2 separate regions of the Ovis aries genome follow, and region 2 is linked to region 1. A link is a contact called in public Hi-C data. All regions are on one chromosome and are shown on one strand. The core of a region is the stretch at or near the end of the contact, and the rest is flanking DNA. Distances in the headings are between cores, read along the strand shown. Region 1 holds the start of PURB (purine rich element binding protein B). Region 2 holds the start of OGDH (oxoglutarate dehydrogenase).

Evidence for each region. Hi-C and Micro-C count contacts between places; a contact is called where the count stands out from the background.
Region 2: a contact with region 1 is called in a Hi-C map of liver, with 3 times the contacts expected there. The contact joins the promoter of OGDH here to the promoter of PURB in region 1. A contact is called at or near these places in 7 of 16 Hi-C or Micro-C datasets (blood, hypothalamus, liver and 4 more).

The regions. Positions count from the first base shown.
Region 1 is chr4:78,334,175-78,337,495 of ARS-UI_Ramb_v3.0, forward strand. It overlaps PURB (purine rich element binding protein B), which reads left to right and starts at 1,538. Exons shown (of 1, transcript XM_004008260.6): 1 at 1,538-3,321. The coding sequence starts at 1,687. The coding sequence ends at 2,601.
Region 2 is chr4:78,499,098-78,502,530 of ARS-UI_Ramb_v3.0, forward strand. It overlaps OGDH (oxoglutarate dehydrogenase), which reads right to left and starts at 1,918. Exons shown (of 24, transcript XM_012176965.4): 1 at 1,892-1,918.

The DNA of each region.
Region 1 (3,321 bases), core at 288-2,787:
CCTGGACTCTTCTGTGTTGTTGAGAGGTATTATTCTAATTTTGTTTGTTTGGGTCTTTTTTATGAATCAGGACAAAGGATGATTAAACACTTGGGGAGGGGCTCCCCAGTGGTTTGGTCTCAGAACTTCCAGTATAGGGGACCCAGGCTGGAGAACTAATATCCCTCATGACACATCCAAAAAAGAGGGAAAACGTGGGGAGTGCTTCTTCTGTACCAGGTGAAGTGCTTAACGTGCATTATCTCACTTAATTCTTATAGCAACTCCACAAGATAGTTACTATTATTCCTATTTAACGAGTTATGCAACTAAGGCTTAAGAAGTTAATTGACATACCCAAAACCTCACAACCAGTATGGGATTCAGACCCAGGCAGAATGACTCTTAGCACACACCTCCTCCCATCGAAAGATACACATTTTACTTTTTTTTTTTTTTTTAAATATTTATTAATTAGGCTGGGCTTCCCTGGTGGGTCAATTGGTAAAGAAGCCGCCTTCAACGCGGGAGACCTGGGTTCAATCCCTGGGTTGGGAAGATCTCCTAGAGAAGGGAACAGCTACCCACTCCAGTATTCTGGCCTGGAGAATTCTATGGACTGTACAGTCCATGGGGTTGCAAAGAGTAGGACACGACTGAGCGACTTTCATTTTCACTTTATTTGGCTGTTGCCGGTCTTAGCTGCAGCATTGAGATCTTTAGTTACAAGTGAACTCTTGGTTGAAACATGTGGGATCTAGCCCCTTATATTGGGAGCATGGAATCTCAGCCACCAAACCACCAGAAGTCCCATTTTTCACTTTTTAAATCCATTCCTGTTTCTCCACACAATGTAACACATGGAACAAGTATTCTTCCAAGTTAACGTGTAAAATGGTTACCAGTCCCTGTACATACGTGTTTTATAAAAATTAACTCCTTTCCTAAACTCTCCATCCCCACTACCACTACTTAGTTCAGGCCATCATTTTATCTTACGCCGTTGAGACGGTGATGATGTTACCAAGCATGTTCCAGGCACTATGTACGGTATTCCAAGAACTAAGAGTACGTATTTATTGAGCACTCACTATAACTCGGTCATTTTGCTAAATATCACTCACGGATTCTTATACAGCAATCCTATTAGGTTAGTTTGGAGTATCCCCAACATCTTCCTTCCTTCAATTCCTCTTTCATAAATAATAACTGTACTCCGGTGTAATCTCCCTAGAATAAACCGCATTTATATAAAGCGTAATTTGAATCACTTTCGGCTATCTTGTAAAACCACCACCACAAACAAGATGCAGACTGTTTCCGTCGCCCGTAAGCTTCCAGAGTTCCTTCCCAGTTTACCCACCCGGGTCTCCAGGGTCCCCAAATCCCCGCGGACCCGTGACGTCACTGCCCTGCGCCCCGCAGCCGCCGCCTTGCGCGGCGCTTCCGGCAGCGAGGACATGGGGGCGGGGCGGGGCGGCGTCACGGAGGCGCGCGCCGGAAGCTGGCCCGGCGGAAGTGGCGGGGCGGGGCGCGGGGGCGATGGGGGGGCGGCGGCGGCGGCTGCCGGCGATGAACAGCGGGCGCGCGTGAGCGGGCCGGCGAGCGAGGCTGGGGGGCCCGGGAGAGCGAGCCGCAGGGCGGAGGGCAGGGGCGCGAGCGCGGCGGGCGGCGGGCGGCGGCCTGGGCGCGGCGGCGGCCGAGAAGATGGCGGACGGCGACAGCGGCAGCGAGCGCGGCGGTGGCGGGCCCGGCGGCTTCCAGCCCGCGTCCCGCGGCGGCGGCGAGCAGGAGACGCAGGAGCTGGCCTCGAAGCGGCTGGACATCCAGAACAAACGCTTCTACCTAGATGTGAAGCAGAACGCCAAAGGCCGCTTCCTCAAGATCGCCGAGGTGGGCGCGGGCGGCTCCAAGAGCCGCCTCACGCTGTCCATGGCGGTGGCCGCCGAATTCCGTGACTACCTGGGCGACTTCATCGAGCATTACGCGCAGCTGGGCCCCAGCAGCCCGGAGCAAGTGGCGGCGGCGGCGGGCGCCGAGGAGGGCGGTGGGCCGCGGCGCGCGCTCAAGAGCGAGTTCCTGGTGCGCGAGAACCGCAAGTACTACCTGGACCTCAAGGAGAACCAGCGCGGCCGCTTCCTGCGCATCCGTCAGACGGTCAACCGCGGCGGCGGTGGCCCCGGACCCGGCGGCCTGCAGAGCGGCCAGACCATTGCGCTACCCGCGCAGGGCCTCATAGAGTTCCGCGACGCGTTGGCCAAGCTCATCGACGACTACGGCGGCGAGGACGACGAGCTGGCGGGTGGCCCGGGCGGCGGCGCCGGAGGCCCTGGGGGCGGCCTGTACGGGGAGCTCCCGGAAGGCACTTCCATCACGGTGGACTCCAAGCGTTTCTTCTTCGACGTGGGCTGTAACAAGTACGGAGTGTTCCTGCGCGTGAGCGAGGTGAAGCCGTCCTACCGCAACGCCATCACGGTCCCTTTCAAGGCCTGGGGCAAGTTCGGGGGCGCGTTTTGCCGGTATGCGGATGAGATGAAAGAGATCCAGGAGCGGCAGAGGGATAAGCTTTATGAGCGACGCGGCGGGGACGAGTCAGAGGGAGAGGAGGTGGATGAGGATTGAAACGTGCGGCTTCCTCCCCTACGGGCCTCCCCACCCCACCACCGTCTCCTTGGCTAGAGAGCTCCCCTTCCTATTCATCCCCAGTGAGCTAGTGGAGGGGAAGCAAGGGAGGCCCCGGAGGAGGAAAACAATTTTAAATAATATAGTTAATTAAGAGAAATAACCATAAGAGAACAGTCAGGACAATTAGAGAAAAGCGGTAAAGTTCCAAGGAATTGACAGCAACCTGCAAAGAGAGGACAACAGTGTCTCCTCACCTGAGCAGAAGTCTCAGCTTCTCTTCTTTCCCAGCTAAGATTCCTAAATCCATCGGGATAACCCTGGATGGGAGAGATCCTGCACGCTGGCCAAGGAACACCTCGAGTTACCCAGACCCGTTGATGACAGCTCAATTTGTGTTACATTTGGGTAACCTGGTCTAAAGATCTTTCTAGACCTCATTGTTGCAGTGTCTATCCCTTCACCTCCATTGAAATCAGCGTTTTGGATCTAGATCTTCATGGAATTCTTGCGAAGAGAGAGGCCTTTGCAGTTACCCAGTCCTGAGGGTACAAGTTTCATGAAAAGGAATGCAACTTTACGTAATCATAGACAGGGCAAAATAAGAATTCAAGAAGCCACCAGGGACAGAAACAAATTGGATCCAGTTTTAAATGGTTTTGCATAGAACCTGGACAAAGGCCCATGTCTTGTCTTTGCAGAATTATTTTCCGGGATGCA
Region 2 (3,433 bases), core at 668-3,167, 170 kb after region 1:
CAATAATTGTACAATTATTCCAAAATAAAACTATCTAAAAATTTTAAAGACGATGGTACAGTACTTTTCTCAAATGGGGCAGTCAGGAGTAAGACTAATTAAAAGCAGACCTGCTACATATCTTATATATATATATCTATATATCCTGCATATATATTATGCAAGATACACATATAGCATGGTAAATATTGCACTTTTAATAAGCTGTGTGTTCAAACTGAAATGAAATCAATAGAAATTAATGTATTTCTGAAATTAAAATTAGTCTTTAAATTTTGGAGATGGCTGCATACTATGAATACACCACAAACTAGTGAATTGTATACTTGAAAGAGTGAACAGTATGGTACATGAATCATATCTCAATAAAGCTGTTAAAAGGAAAAAAAAAAGTACTTGAAATGTGGAAAATGCTCTTCAAAATTTTACCAGGATACTCTAATCTTTCTTCAACTTTCTAAGATCAGCTAATTTGCAAAGCTAGAATAGTACTATACATTTTCAGACCGTGAGGGTCTTGCACAAAAAAACTTCAGTTTGACTACTGCACCTCTTGTCACAGTGCAAGCAAGACTTCATCCAGGCCATTTATCCTAAAGCTGCTCAGAGCAGTAAACCTGGGAGTCAGCCTCTAGTCCCCGCTTCAAAGTACGGTAAAACAAAGAAGAGAAACCCCAGGACAAAACAGTTCACACCTCAGGTCTGAGTCAGCTCTCCTCGGTTATGGGTGAAGGGCAGAGAGAACAAGTTCTTGTCTGTACTCAGTGTCTCGCCACCAGTTTTCTACTAAGCTTCGGTACACGACTTACACTGACATCACCTAGCTTTGCGAAACGGAAAAGGTACACTAGTGTGTTCCTCGAGGAAACGCGCTTCATCTCAACATGAACTACCATATCCCTGGAAGAAAGAAGCGTACTGACTACAGTAGGGTACTGCAAGCTTGTCTACCCATTAAGGGTGTTGCCCCCAAAGAGTTCACAGGAGGATGGGTACTGTGGGTACTAAGCATGGAGGGATCCTGAGTATATGAGCACTAAGCAGGCATGCAGCAGAGTAACCCATCCATTAAGGGGTTAATGGATTAGAGGAGCACAGAGAATGGGAACGATGAGTGCTGAGTACAGTAAAGGTAACCGAGGATAGTGGAGGTACTAAGTGCTGGAGGGTAATTCACTCAAGGGTTCACCCAAGAAGAGCGCAGGGAGGATGGGTATGGGGGTACTGAATACACAGGATACTGTGGGGTAATCCGCTCCTCAAGGGCGTCACCCCAAGGAACATAGGAAGGATTAGTACGATGGGCACTGAAAACAGAGGGGTACTGCAGAGTAATCTGTTCCTCAAGGGGTCGTCCCAGGGGCGAAGGGTCAGTCCGGACAGAAGCCGACCAGCGTCTTCGCGCTCTGGGAAAAACGAATGCCCACAAATCACAGCCGGTTCGTCAAGGGCGCGCCACCCTTCCAGCCGTCCAGGCGGGGAGAGGACACAGCCTGACGACTCCCACGTGACGCCTCCTCGACCTTGGGGGTCACCCCGGCCGCTGCGCCCGTTCCCTCACATCCGCCGCGCAGCCCACCCCCCCCCTGCCCATCACAGCCAATGGCTTGCCGCTCCGCGCCCCGCGCGACCTCTGCGCACGCCCGCACCCGCCAATCTCCGCCCGCCAGGAGGCGCCCCCCGCACCATTGGCTGCCACATCCGTCTGTCAGGCTCCGTCCCACCCACCTCCCCCAGTCAGCCCCGCTCCAGCCAGCTCCACTCCCTGTCACCGGGGCGGCGGCGACAACGAGGGCGCGGCGGCCTTGCCCCATGCCAAGACCCTCGCCGCCTGCCTGACCGGAGCGGAGCCTCCCAAATCCGGCTGGACCCGGCCGCCGCGCAAGCCTACCTGTCTCCGGCTCAGCTCCACCCGAATGAGGCGCCGACACCCCACTCCGGGGCACCAAACTCTCGGCCCCGCCTCAGCGTGTGGCGTCAGCACGCCGCCCCGCCCGGAAACGAGAGGGGCCGCCCCTACCTCGTGAGCGGAGTCTTGACGTCACAGAGTCGCGCCCACATCTCCTGTGGCTCGGCCTTGGGGCAATAGTGTTTTCTCCGAGGTTGTGGCTTGCTTTTGGCACGTCGGGTCCTGACCGGCTTGCATGACAGTTCTGAAAGGGGGTCTGCGTGTTGCTAAGTACTGTCTCCTGCAGTAGGCTGTCAGGAGTCCTTTGATGGAGAACTGACCTGGTATGTGATGTCAGAAACAAACCTTGGTCGGCAGTGCGCGCTCGAGGCGCCGCAGGCAGTGGCCCGCGGAATGAGAACCAGGAAGTCCTAACGCTGACACTAGGTTTTCCCAAAGTAGGCAGCGGGCTCGCGGGAGCCTTCGCTTGGTGCAAGGATGGTTTATTATGCCATTTCATCAAATACCAAGTGGTCATCCGCTTTTAGAGATTATTTTACTTACTGCTGAGAAAGCGGGGGGGGGGAACCCACATTTATTGAGTGAGTGAAGTCGTTCAGTCGTGTCCGACTCTTTGCGACCCCGTGGACTGTAGCCAACCCGGCTCCTCCGCCCATGGCATTCTCCAGGCAAGAATACTGGAGTGGATTGCCATTTCCTTCTCCAGGGGATCTTCCCGACCCAGGTATCGAACCCAGGTCTCCGGCATTGCAGGCAGACGCTTTAACCTCACCTCAATCGTAGATACAGCACTATTTTCAACATGTGGAGGACAAAAATCTCAATTTTGTTGAAATACGGTAAGTTGTAAGCAATCACATACTGAGAAAGTCCTTTCAGTTCTTCAGTCTTTATTAGCAAGGGAAAAACCTAATTTAATGCTAAAGTGTCTTTAATTTCACTTTTTCTTCCTTCCCTTTTCTGACCAAGATAAAACTTAGGCTCACAACTTTCGGTGGACAATAATATACGTAGAAGTTACTTGGTCTTCCTGATTTGTGATAGGTTATCTTTGAGATATATGGCAAGTAATAGGTTTTCTGATTTACTGTAATGCTGAAATGTTTTCTTTTGTAATAAAAATGTCCATTTTAAAACTATAGTAACTAGATACTAGTATGGGAAGGTGGCATCCAAATGACGGAGAGTAGGGAAAGGCTGTTCCACACTGTCTTGAATTGTTCCTCCGTGTTTATTCCCCTTAACTTGAAGGCAAGGATTGTGTCATGTGGCATAGCCGGGGATACTGGAGTTACAAAGGGCAGTCATGTGGTCATAGGGATCTGACCTTGAAAGCTCCATAGAGGACACAAGTGTCTGAATCTGGGCGGAAATTCAGACAGAATTTGCCACCTGCTGGCAAGTATGATACAGACTTGTAGCAAAATTTCTTAAGTGGAAGTTGCTTAGTCGTGTCTGACTCTTTGGGACCCCATGGACTATACAATCCATGGAATTCTCCACCCCAGAGTACTGGAGTGGGTA